2 separate regions of the Sus scrofa genome follow, and region 1 is linked to region 2. The links are chromatin contacts, called in public Hi-C maps. All regions are on one chromosome and are shown on one strand. The core of a region is the stretch at or near the end of the contact, and the rest is flanking DNA. Distances in the headings are between cores, read along the strand shown.

Region 1 (6,015 bases), core at 2,534-5,033, 420 kb after region 2:
TAAAGGTAGGTCGGGCCCACCGGAGCGCTCCGCTCACCGGGCCCGCGTGGGGCAGGCTTCTGCGTCAGGTCTGGCAGCGCAAGGAGAGTCCCACCGACCCGCGGGAACTTCCAGCCGCTGGGCACGTCGCAAGACAGGAGCTGAGAAATGAACCAAAGGTGTACATGGAGCAAGAGTCCATCATCCAGGCGACACGGCAGGGTCTTCCCTGCGGAGAAGCCCCTCCGTTTGCCTTTCTTTGGGATCCCAGCTCAGCCTGCATGTTCCTGACTCAGAAGGAAGGTTATTAGCTCAGCCCCCAGGCAGACCCAGCCGATGACGGCCGTGCACACAGGGTTTGGACCTGCCATCCGACAGGTGCGGGCTGGTGGGATTTTATGCAAGACAAGAAAACCCCGAAGACCTGATAAAAATCAGAAGCTGTGTCACCGCAGCCAGGCTCCCCATGGAAATAAAGGTGGAGGGAGAATTTACATGCTCAGTAGACGCGTCCCTGCTGGTTAAATAGTGGGTTCATGTTCTCAGCGTTGTATGGAAGAATTCACGGAGCACTTTCTCCTGAATGAACTGCCTGGTAGTCATTTAACTTGCTTCATACTATCTTGCGCCAGATGACTTATAATTGATTGGGGGCATGTTTTCTCAGCTCCAGAGCCACCGCTTAATGCTGGATGATTCTGAAGAAATTTCTTTTAAAAACGTTGTAATTGAGTAAGAGTCAATATTAAAGTGACAGCCCCACGGCCCTCCCCTCCCCTACGTATATGCAAAAGTGCTTTTCCTGTTCTAAATAGATGGGGGGTATTTCAGATTCCCGGTAGAGCTCCCCCAGACTGCAGAGGCTCCAACCCAGCCTACAGTTCACGCAGCTCAACAGCTTCAAAATGACGTGGCCATCGATTTTGTTCATTGCAGGGGGAGGGGGCGATTCAGTGATTTCTAATGCGATGCGCAAAGAGGCTTTTTTCAGTATTGCTACCGAAGTCTTGAAACTTTTCCCAGCGAACATGGGAAAAGGCTTCAGCCTCCCTGTACCAAGGGAGAATGATTGTTGTCCCGAGGAAGGACAGTCAGTTGAGCAGGCCACGAGGTGCCAGCCAGCCGTCCAGCTGGACCGGTTATTTATGCAAGAGCCAACAGCCCTCCTGATTGGCCAACGCCTGTGAATTCTCACTTGATGAATATTCATCATGTCTAAGCTGGGAGGATGCTGGGGGACTTGAAGGACACAACTGCGCCAGGAAAAACATCTCTGCACTATCCCCGACTGTCGAAGACTCATACGAGGCCAGTGAGAGAAGGCACAAGAACACTCTTGGAAAACCGTAAATCCCCTTCGAGAGACGGGCGCTCACAGTGCGGACTCGAGGGGTGGGATCAAGTCAGATAAAACAGGATCCCTGCTCTCAAGGAGGCTGCAGTCTCGTTCGGTATTACAGCCACGACTAGTCCTGTCGGTATTTTGAGCAAGTAGGAAAAGCATGCTCCCAAGGACTGGAACAGACATCTCCCCAAAGATAAACAAATTGCCAATAAGCACGTGAAAAGGGGTTCCGTGTCCTTCGTCATCAAGGAAACTCTAAACAATGACCAAGCACCACTTCACACTCACTAGGAGCTAAAATTTTATGTCATTTTTTAAAAAAAGGAGTTCCCGTGGTGGCTCAGCAGGTTAAGGACCCAGTGTAGTCTCCATGAGGATGTGGGTTTGATGCTTGGCCTCTCTCAGTGGGTTAAGGGTGTGGCATGGCCACAAGCTGCACAGTACTTCACAGACATGGCTCAGATCCAGTGTAGCTGTGGCTGTGGTGTGGGCCTGCAGCTGCAGCTCTAGTTTCCACCCCAGCCCAGGAACTTCCATATGCCACTGCTGCAGCTCTTTGAAAAAACTTAAAAAAGGAAAATATCAAGTTTTGAGGAGGCGGTGGGGAAACGGGAAGCCTCATGCACTGCTGGCAGAAATGTGAAATGGTGCATCTGTGTGGAATGCGGTTTGGTGGTTCCTCGATAAAGTCAACATCGAATGACTATATAAGCCAGCAATCCACTCCTAAACACATACCCCCAGAGAACTGAAAACAGATGTTCAGACAAACACACAGGCAGGAATAGTCATTGCAGCACCGTTCCCGATAGTCCAAAGTTGGAGCGGACCCAGAGGCCCCTCAACTGCAGAGTGCATAAACACGGCAGACCACACAGCGGAATATTACTCAGCCATAAAAGGAAGCGAAGCACTGACTCTTGCTGCCGCATGAATGGACCTTGAAAACATGCCCGTGCAAGAAGCCCGATGCAAAAGGCCACAGAGCATCTGATTCCATTTTTTATGAAACCTCCCAAAGAGGTGGATCCACGGAACAGAAGGCAGATGAGGGGTTTCCAGGGGCCTCAGGAAGGGGGGGATGGGGAAGGGCTGCTTCGTGGGGATGGAGACACCTTGTAAGGTGATGAAAATATTCTGGCTGCGCAACATGCACTGACGGTTGCACACACTTATAAAGGTACCAAACGCCGCAGAATTGCAGCTTGGAAAGTGGTTGCCATGGTGATGTTTATGTTCTTTGTATTTCACCACAATATAAAAAGAGGGTCCCCTTCCCCAAGCAGCCACAGCCACCCCATCGGGGCAGATCACCTCGACGCAGAAGGGAGGCGGGGCATCAGTCTCCCTCACCCCCCCAGGCAGGGTCTGCAGCCAGGTGACCGTCACAGGGTGGCCTCAAGTGTCCTATGAGACCTGCAGATAAGAGGCATCACTGTGGGTTCGAGAAGGCCTCACAGGTGAGCAGGGGGTTGAACCAGCCTTGAAGGATGAGCTGGAGTCAGCGAGCCCAGGAGGGAGCCGCAGACAGCAGCAAATTAGAAAGAAAGGAGGCAGGAGGGGTAGGCTCTCGGGGAGGGTGTTTAGTGGCGTCAGTGCTGGGCGATGATCTCCTTTGCAGCCTGGACTTTGGACGTCAGCGTGCAGGGCAGGCTGGGCAAGCTGCGTGTAGGCTGTGGGGTGGCGGGCACACGGCCGGCCCAGCGGCGTGTGTGGCTGCGCATCAGAACACCTTGAGCCTGTCCGGGCCTCTCTGGCCGCAAGCCACACCCTTCCCGCTTTACACAGACAGGGTCTTAAACCACCGGGATTCGGATCCAGGTCTGCGTTGGGAAGGTGCCTGTGCTCCTATGTATGGACCATGCAGTTTGAGAGAGAAAACAAAACCCCGCCACCTCTGGATCCTCTGGCGTCCGAAAGAGCATGAAACGCTGCAGTCCCATGGATTCAGAGTTCCGTGGGGTCAGTGGTCTTTGCCCCCTCGGCATCTGGAGAAAATGGCCCGATTCTAGAAGGCATACCTTCTAGAATGCTCAAGAGTCCCTGTATGAAGGCAACAGAGAGAAAATTCCTTTGCCTCTGACTTAAATGCGAGACCCCAGGGCTGAAGTTCCCCCACCCAAGGCACATCCGAGGAGCAGTGGGGACAGGGGCTGAGCTGCAGCAGAGCAGGGCAGAGCTGGCTGCAGGGCCCTGTACAGAAGACTGATTAATTAATTGGAATGCTCATCAATGGAGGAGCAGGGAGGAGGGCCACCCGGCCCACGGGAGAACGTGAGCCCATTGTCCATGGTGTCCAAGAAGCCACCTCCCCTAGAAAACACAAAAGAGCTTCGGTGGTGGGACGTGCTGAGTCAGAGAAAAGCAAGTGGAACAGGTCACCTTCAGATGTGTGGTTAGTGGTTACAATGGGGACGCTGCCCGGTCACAGCAGGCCTGCCAGCTAATCAGGAGCCCCCTCTGGTGGACACTGCTGGTACCACACCTTCCCTCGACCTTGTCCCTGGAACCTCGAGACTCCCACCTTGATAGCCACAGCCATGTTGATTTCAATCTTCTGTAATAAAGTCAGGGTCTAGAAATGTATGCGGTTTTTTTTTTTTTTAGGGCAGCACCCACAGCATATGGAGGTTCCCAGGCTAGGGGTTGAATCAGAGCTATAGCTGCCAGCCTACCCCACAGCCACAGCCACACGGGATCCAAGCCACGTCTGCGACCTACACCGCAGCTCACAGAAATGCCAGATCCTTAACCCACTGAGCAAGGCCAGGGATTGAACCCGCAACCTCATGAGTACTACTAGTCAGATTCGTTGCTGCTGCGCCACAACGGAAACTTCTGGGTTTTTTTAACTGATGGCAGTAGGGGCCAATTGCTTCCCAATCTGTGGAGGCCTTTTTTTTAGGAGCAGGTTATAAATAGAATCACACTATCCTTTGAACTCTATTATTTCAACAGCACGTTTGGAGTTCTCTGGTGGTGCAGCAAGTTAAAGACCCAGTGTTGTCTTTGCAGTGGCTCAGATCACTGCGTGGCATGGGTTCGATTCCTGGCCCAGGGACTTGTATATGCTGTGTGTGGCCAAAAAAAAAATTTTATCTTCTTTCATTGATTTTACTGTGATCAAAAGGAGAGAATATTTTCCCCACCTTGTAGGTGAGGTGTTTGAGATGTCATAACATAACACGGATAACTGAACCATGTTCAAAAATGTCTTAGCTTCCAAGCCTGTGTCCTTCACTTTTTTCAAGAGTCCAAATTGTGCCACGATGGTAACTTCTGGAAAGATCCTGTGGACAGCTAACCCTTCCCATAGTCGGTAAAATATCTTTAGTTCAGAGGGTGTCCCTTCCTGATCTTATATCCATTTTTGGTGGGAAGGGAAATGGATCTTACCTTTAAAGAAGCAGCAAACATCCACACTCTGGATTTTCAAAGACAGGCTTAAATGTCGTCTGAGTTTCTGTCATCAAGAGTCAGCTTACGAAGGGCGTATTTAAAGGTGATAACAGCTATACGGGTGGAAGAACTTTCTTAGAACTCCCTCCCAAGAGCAGGTTATCGCCTTCATCCAAAGTCAGTTGGTCTTAGGTGAGGAAGGTGCCCTCACGAAACACGGGCTTACATCTCACTTTAGGCTAGAAAGGAAATTCTTCCCGAGCCCCCTCTGAGATTCAAGACTCCCCGCCTAAGGAGTGTCCTTGCACTGTGATGAGTTTACAGTGGATTAGATGCCTTCATGTCCCCGGGTCTCTGTGCATCCTGCCTTTGCTGCACTGGAGACCCGGGGCTCAAGAGCATTCGTCAAACCAAACCTCCTAGAGGTAAACCCATGATGCCAAGTCATTCCCATCCGACACCTCAAGCGCATATGCTCTCTCTCCATCCCCTTTGCAGTCCAAGTCCTTGAGCGACGGTAAGAACCGCCACAAAAAGCCCAAAGACCCCAAGCCCAAGGTGAAGAAGCTCAAGTACCACCAGTATATCCCTCCGGACCAGAAGGCGGAGAAGTCGCCTCCCCCCATGGACTCTGCTTACGCCCGGCTGCTCCAGCAGCAGCAGCTGTTCCTGCAGCTCCAGATCCTCAGCCAGCAGCAACAGCACCGGTTCAGCTACCCCGGGATCCACCAAGCTCAGCTCAAGTAAGTCAGGGGAGCCCAGGGTGGTGCCTGCAATGATGCCGCGCACGTGCTGAACACACTCGAGCTGCGGCGCATGCTCCTGCCTCCCCAGCACAGCGCCCCTGCTGGTCACAGATGGATGGGCATCCGCCGTGCGCAGCAGTGCCCCCCACTCCCTCCCACCTCCCCTGAGGGCCACCTGGCCCGCGCTGTTGTTCCCCTCACCCTGCCATTTCTGCTGATTTAATCTCTATCACCTTGCTCTTATTATTGCCGATTTATTGACTATTCCGTGCCTGATCCTTCTGGGCAATTAGCTGGTGATCTGATCTAAATGCAAACCAGCCCCGCCTCCTAAAGGTTGTGGTCCCCCAGGCCCAAGGTGTGAAGAGGTTTGCCCCCCCACCATCACCAAGGGGCTCTCTGCCACCAGCCAGGCAACCCACGATCCCACTCAACTCTGATGTCATCTACCCGGAGAGAGTGTCAGGTTCCCACAGGTTAAGGGCTCAGTCTACAAAACTGCCCCTCCCCCCCCCACCTCAGAGCCCGCGGTGTCACCTGTGCTTC
Region 2 (5,973 bases), core at 1,847-4,346:
GGCGCAGACTTGCACCAGGAGTCAGACTGCAGGGAAGGGAATCTTGGGCCAGAGGTCAGGGGTGATGGGGGGACTTGGACGTCTCAAGATTGTGTCCTGGAGGAAAGGGGTGGCTCCCAGGAGTGCTGCTTCTAAGAGAAGGTGCAGGAGTTCCCATTGTGGCTCAGTCCGTTAAGAACCCGACCTGGTCCTCTTGAGGATGCTGGTTCGCTCCTTGGCCTCAGTGGGTTAAGGATCCGGTGTTGCTGTGGTGTGGGCTGGCGGCTGCAGCTCCGATTTCAGCCCCCAGCACAGGAACTTCCAGATGTGGCAGGTGCAGCCCTAAAAAGAAAAAGACTGAATTCTGCCTTAACAAATGAGGTAGAAATAGCAGCTGTTCCCTACAGGAGATGGGGGCGCAGGTGATCCGGCTTCATAGAAGCCGTATTGAATCTGTGCCTGCCCCCATCACTTTGGTCCATTTTTACGGACTCTTGTCTCCTCACCTGCGCTGTAGAGGGCACCAGAAGTCCCCTCGTCGTGTCATGGCAACAAGTCACTGAAAGCGCTGTAAATCGGCCCAGGGCTTCAGTGCAAACTGCGCCTGCCTTCTGTCCCTGCCTCTCCCTTGCTCTGCGGGTGGTGGGCGTCTCGGTCTCTGTATGAAGGGTTCCTTAGGGTGATAACACGCTGCCTTGGCGTAAGGCACAGATGCTCTGCAAGTCCTGTGGGAATGCCAGCGGGTTCTGATCTGAGCTGCGTTGAGGCTTTGAATCCCTGATTGAAGCACATCTGTTGTGTAGCTGTTGCTCTCTGCATCCCTAACTCTGCTGTGCAAGGCTTTATTTACCCTCTTGATCTGCGAAGGGTCAGGACCTGAACCGAGCAGGCTCTGTCCTCCTGCACCTGCAGAACGCTCGCCAGACAGATCCCCTTGGACCTGTTCTTGCTCCGGGCACAGCCCCGAGCGGCTCCACAATCCGCCTTGACTGCATTCCATCTCGCGCTGCTGATGGGCTAGAACCTATGGAAAGCCCTTGGCCTGCCCTGTGCTGGCAGCGCCCCTTCAGGTCCTGGAAACGCAGGCCCTGGCTGGGAGGAGGAGGCTGAAGACCTGCCTCCTTTCTCTTTCGAGAGCCTGGGGGTGGGGTGTGACCTCCTTGCAGCCACAGAAAGCTTTGGGCATCTTGCTAATGGGCCGAAGGATGTGCACTTTCGCCCTGAGCCGTGTCCTCTGCTGGGGTGCAGGCCGGGGCTCGGGGAGCCCCTGGAGAGAGCGCTGGTCCTGAGGGAGCCCAGGTGCCAGGCACACGCTTCGTTGCCTTGAAGAGATGCCCAGTTGGTGGAGGAATGGGGCAACTGGGAGAGCAGACCGTGGTACTTCCTCTCCCAGCCCCGTCTCCCCGAGGCTGGGACCTGGGGGCAGGTGCTGATGTCCCATGAGGGTCGTGGTTCTGAAATAAACCTCCGTTGCCTGAAGTCCTAGGGTGGGACGCAAATGACGTGGCTTTGCTATTCGTGTGAAACGAACAATGAAAACGTGGGGAGAGGCTGGTTCAATGGTCTCTTGCCACCTGACAGTCTGTTCCTGAAGGTGGTGGCTTCACGCAATCATTTAATTAACTCATGTTCTGTGGATCCGGTCGTTGGGCTGGGCGTGGCTCGACCTCCCTGGAGCTCCAAGCGGCCTGGGCGTTACTGGGCCACTCGAGGATGCTTCTCTGGTCCCAGATGGCTTCTTTGCATCCCTGGCACCTTGGCTGGGAGGCTGCATGGTTTGGGTCAGGTGGGACTCTGCCTCTCTGCCTGGGGTCCCCAGCAGGGTCCTCACCTCAGCACCGCAGCTGGGGGTGCCAGGGGCCCCAGGCAGCAGCTACAGGTCCTGCTGCAGTCTGGGGATGGCATTTTCACATGCCTCCCCAGGCAAAGCAGTCATAGGGCCCTCTGGGTGGAAGGGGACGGGAGGTCGACCCAGGCCAGGTTAGCATGAGGGTGAGAGGGTTTGGGGGCCGTCTTTCATGGGCCGTAATGGCCTTATCCCTTCTTCTTGATTTATTTGGGGCCACACCCACAGCATATGGAGGTTCCTGGCTAGGGGTCGAATCAGCTGTAGCTGCTGGCCTGCACCACAGCCATGCCAGATCAGAGCCGCATCTGCGACCTACGCCACAGCTCACGGCAACGCCAGATCCTTAACCCACTGAGCAAGGCCAGGGATACAACCCACAATCTCATGGTTCCTAGTAGGATTCGTTAACCACTGGGCCACGACGGGAACTCCACTAGTCGGGTTCTTAACCTGCTGAGCCCCAGTGGTAACTCCCCCATCTCCCTTCTTCTGCCGGGTCCCCAGCAGCTCCTCTCTGGTGAGGGCTCTCAGGAAAGACGTAGCCCCCTGGTTGCCCAGCGTAGCTGGTGTCTGGTGGAGCAGCTGTCTGTCTGTGACCTGCGGGTTGGAGACGAGGGCCCCAGCGTCCCCTCGCTGGAAGCTGGGGAAAAGCTGGCCCGGGCAGACGTCAGCTGACTGCACTGAGCTGTATCGTATGGGAGGAGCCCCCTGGGGATCCAGAAGCACTCGGGGACAGCGATACACAGAAGCCCTGCTCACCCCCTGCAGGGACCTTGATGTCTCTGCAGAACCCACAGTGTTCTTTTAAGAGACACGCTCCACCCAGGGGACACCCATGCCTGGGGTAGGTACATAGGTGCGTCTAATGGAAATTCCCCCACAGCCTGGTGCATTCTTCAGTGTTTGTCTGGCAGGGGCAGCCTTACCATGCGGAAGAGGCCCCCACCTCCTCTGCGACGAGCCCCTCGTGGGCGCTTAGTGGTGTCACACAGCATCTTCCTGCCTGGTCCTCGCAGCTTCAGCCTCGCAGGGCAGTGCCCAGTGATGTGCCAGCCTCCCGGGGGTCAGCGGATCCCAGTTCAGGACAGTCTGACCGTGCCCCCCACCCTCCCCGGTCTTCTCTCTCGGAGGCCCCACCTCCCCGAAGCCCCTCCGGGGACCTGCAGCTCCTGGCACCGTCTCCTGCTGGGGCTTCCGGGCAGGTTCACAGAACCTGCTTATGACGCTCCTCTTGGCAGAGAACTTGGGCTGCTGGCAGGAAAGCCCTGCGGGAAGGTGGCACTGGACGAGTGCTCAGCACAGCCATGCTCGTGGCCGGGGCGCCCTGAGGGGCTTGAGCTGGCCTCGCCCACTGTGAGGTTGGGGTGGAGGAGGCCTTGGGTCTGGGGACTTGGCTGTTTCTAGAACAGTCCCTCTGAAGCTCTCCCACTGGTGGACTCCCCAGAAAAAGGTGGACTTTGCCAGCTTCTGCCAGAGCCTCTGGTGGTAGCCCAGCTGCACGGGGGTCATGGGCAGAGGGAGGGGGCTGCAAATACCGCCTGGCCGGGGTCTTTGCCCTCCCCGTGGAGGGCACCCCGCTTCTATCTGGGGAGCAGGCCTGCGAGTCGGCGGCGGCGTCTGCTGGGCAGCAGGTGCAGTCAGGGAGGAGCAGCGAGGGCTGTGCCGGGCTCCACTGTTTTTAAACTGTTGGCTTTGTGATGACATGTCCGTTGCCATTTTTCAATCATAGTCACTGAAACGAGTGTCAAAATCCATTTAAAGAAGTAATTTAATTATGTGCTGTTGTGTGTCCAGGGCTTAGTATCTTTCAGAAATCAATTTGGAGGCATTGACCCCGAAGCAGGTTTGAACTCTGACTCCTCTCTGGCTGCTGGAATTAAACAATAGTGATTATCAGGCTGTCGCACGTTTCTCTTTCTGAAATGATTTTCTGGAAGAAAATGTTTATAATCTTACTGTCAGACCGTGATTTTGATGAAGACACATTTTTCCCGTGCACAAGTAGACAGGCGTTGGTTTACACACATGTTGAATAGATGGCCCGTGAACCTCAGGCACAGATTGGGTTTACTTGGAATGTGAGCATGGCATTTGCCACCACTTGGTGGCAGTGTACCCCAATTGCAAGACCTTGTTGAAGCGTGTCCTGGAGTCTGGCAAGTGCTAAAATGACAAACCAGAAGTTAGGAAGTGACAGCGACACCCCCTATCTAGATTCTATTTTAGTAACACTAGTACAGCGCCATGAAGCATACTTAAATACTTTCTAAAGTTACTCTCGGCGAGTACGTCACTATTCCCCTGATGAGTATTTGTAATCATAATTTTCATTTACTTATGGTTGGAGAATAGAGATGTAAAGACCTTGTGACAAAAAGCCAGAAAATGAATGACAAGCAGCATTTTTTTCATTGGTAAAAATTAAAAATTTTATTAATGTTTTAAATAGCTCCCCTTGTGGCGCAGTGAAAATGAATCCGACTAGTATCCATGAGGTTGCGGGTTCAGTCCCTGGTCTTGCTCAGTGGGTTAAGGATCCGGTGTTGCCATGAGTTGTGTAGGTTGCAGACACAGCTCAGATCCCACATGGCTGTGGCTGTGGCGTAGGCTGGCAGCTGTTGCTCCAGTTCAACCCCTCGCCTGGGGTCCTCCATATGCCACGGGTGCAGCCCTCAAAAGCAAAAAAAGTTTTAAATGTTCAAGGCGTTCATACCTGACTAGAAACAGATTTAACCCCTCACGTCTATAGAATTGATACCCAAGGAAGAGTTTGTGTAAGGTTTTCTGTTGGCCCAGTAAGTTAATTCAAATATGATTCTGAAAGGGACCAGAGAGAGCTTCTGTCTCTGGGAACATGGAACCCCACAGGCTTAGAACCCATCACCTGGGGGTGGCAGTTGGGTGGGCGTGGGAGGGAATAAGGGTGATTTGGGAAGCTGGTCCCATTTCCTAAGCCCGTGTGCTCACCCTCGATGGTGTGGCCTTAGTCACATCACTGCGGGTGAAGCCAGCAAAGACGAAGCTGACTTTCGCATTTGGAGCAGGTGTTGGAGGTATGGTCAGAAGCAGCACCAGACCAGGAACTCGGGGAATAAAGCAGACATGGAGGAGGCCCTGGGCCCCTGGGAGACACTGGCTGCTACAGAGGGAGGCAGAGCTGCTGCTTCTCGGTGCTTTTAATTGCAAAGCTCCTTTCTGAGCCGGAGTTGGTGGGACGTCTGAAACCCGCAGGCACAGGGGAGGGGGTGATTGGCGTTGGCCAAGGTTACCGGGACGTGGCTTCTGTGTTTAACAGGGAGGGGCCGTGACCACATGGCACTTGGATGAACTTGATTGCAAAAAACACTCCGGATGGCTGTATTTACAATGAACATGTGCTTGTATGTATTCTAATGGAGGTATGTCTATTGTATATTTAAAAGTTTTCTATGCGTTCCCTTGTGGTACAGTGGGTGAAGGATCTTGCGTTGTCACTTGAGTGGCCTGGGGTGCTACTTTGGCACGGGTTCAATCCCTGGCCTGGGCACTCGCACCTACAGCCAAAAAGAAAAATTTGTTTCTAATTAAGTGGCTACCTTTGTGGATAGATAGGATCTTATAAAGATACTTGGTAAGACTGTGATGGACCAACTTTGAGTCCCACGGTGTTTGACGTTCAAATCTTTTTGGGTAATGCATCTTGCACTGAAAAATAGAGTAACAGCATAAACTCCCACTCTTGGGGAACTACTGATGTTGTGTCCAGGCGCTTGTGGGCCACAGTACATACTCATTTCGTTTAATCCTTCCAACACCCGAGGATGTGACCGTCTCTGTTCTAAAGATGAGTAATTGAAGGCTCAGAAGTTAATTTAGTCAAGTTGAGACGGCTCGTTGGTTGGAGAGCTAGGACGCAAATGCTCGTTTCTGATGCGCCTTGATTTCCCTGGGCAGTCCGCCTTGGGCAGACAGGTGGGCCATAGGAGGAGGGGGTGAGCAAGGCTTGTAGGCGGCCCACCACCTCGCCCAAGCCCCTTAGCTGCTGCCAGGGACATCTCACTGCAGAGCCCGCTCAGCTGAGAACAGCAGCCCCTGGAGTCGGGCAGCCCTGCGGGGCCTTGCAGTGAGGAGAGAGAATTCAGGTGGCTCCTCTTTGCTTTTTTCCT

Evidence for each region. A called contact is a pair of places that touch in the nucleus more often than the background predicts.
Region 1: a contact with region 2 is called in a Hi-C map of embryonic fibroblasts, with 4 times the contacts expected there. The contact joins two enhancer-like sites. A contact is called at or near these places in 1 of 5 promoter capture datasets (liver) and 7 of 47 Hi-C or Micro-C datasets (embryonic fibroblasts, fetal heart ventricle, heart right ventricle and 3 more).

The regions. Positions count from the first base shown.
Region 1 is chr12:57,002,193-57,008,207 of Sscrofa11.1, forward strand. MYOCD (myocardin) reads left to right here. Exons shown (of 14, transcript NM_213745.1): 7 at 1-5; 8 at 5,222-5,466. Among named protein-coding and RNA genes, the nearest start is that of ARHGAP44, 45 kb to the right of the region's middle. Within about 2 kb of position 3,784, at least 10 of the 83 cell types and tissues checked have an H3K27ac peak or open chromatin away from gene starts, as enhancers often do.
Region 2 is chr12:56,578,980-56,584,952 of Sscrofa11.1, forward strand. The region is part of intron 2 of LOC110256111; the gene reads left to right. Among named protein-coding and RNA genes, the nearest start is that of MIR744, 120 kb to the left of the region's middle. Within about 2 kb of position 3,097, at least 1 of the 83 cell types and tissues checked has an H3K27ac peak or open chromatin away from gene starts, as enhancers often do.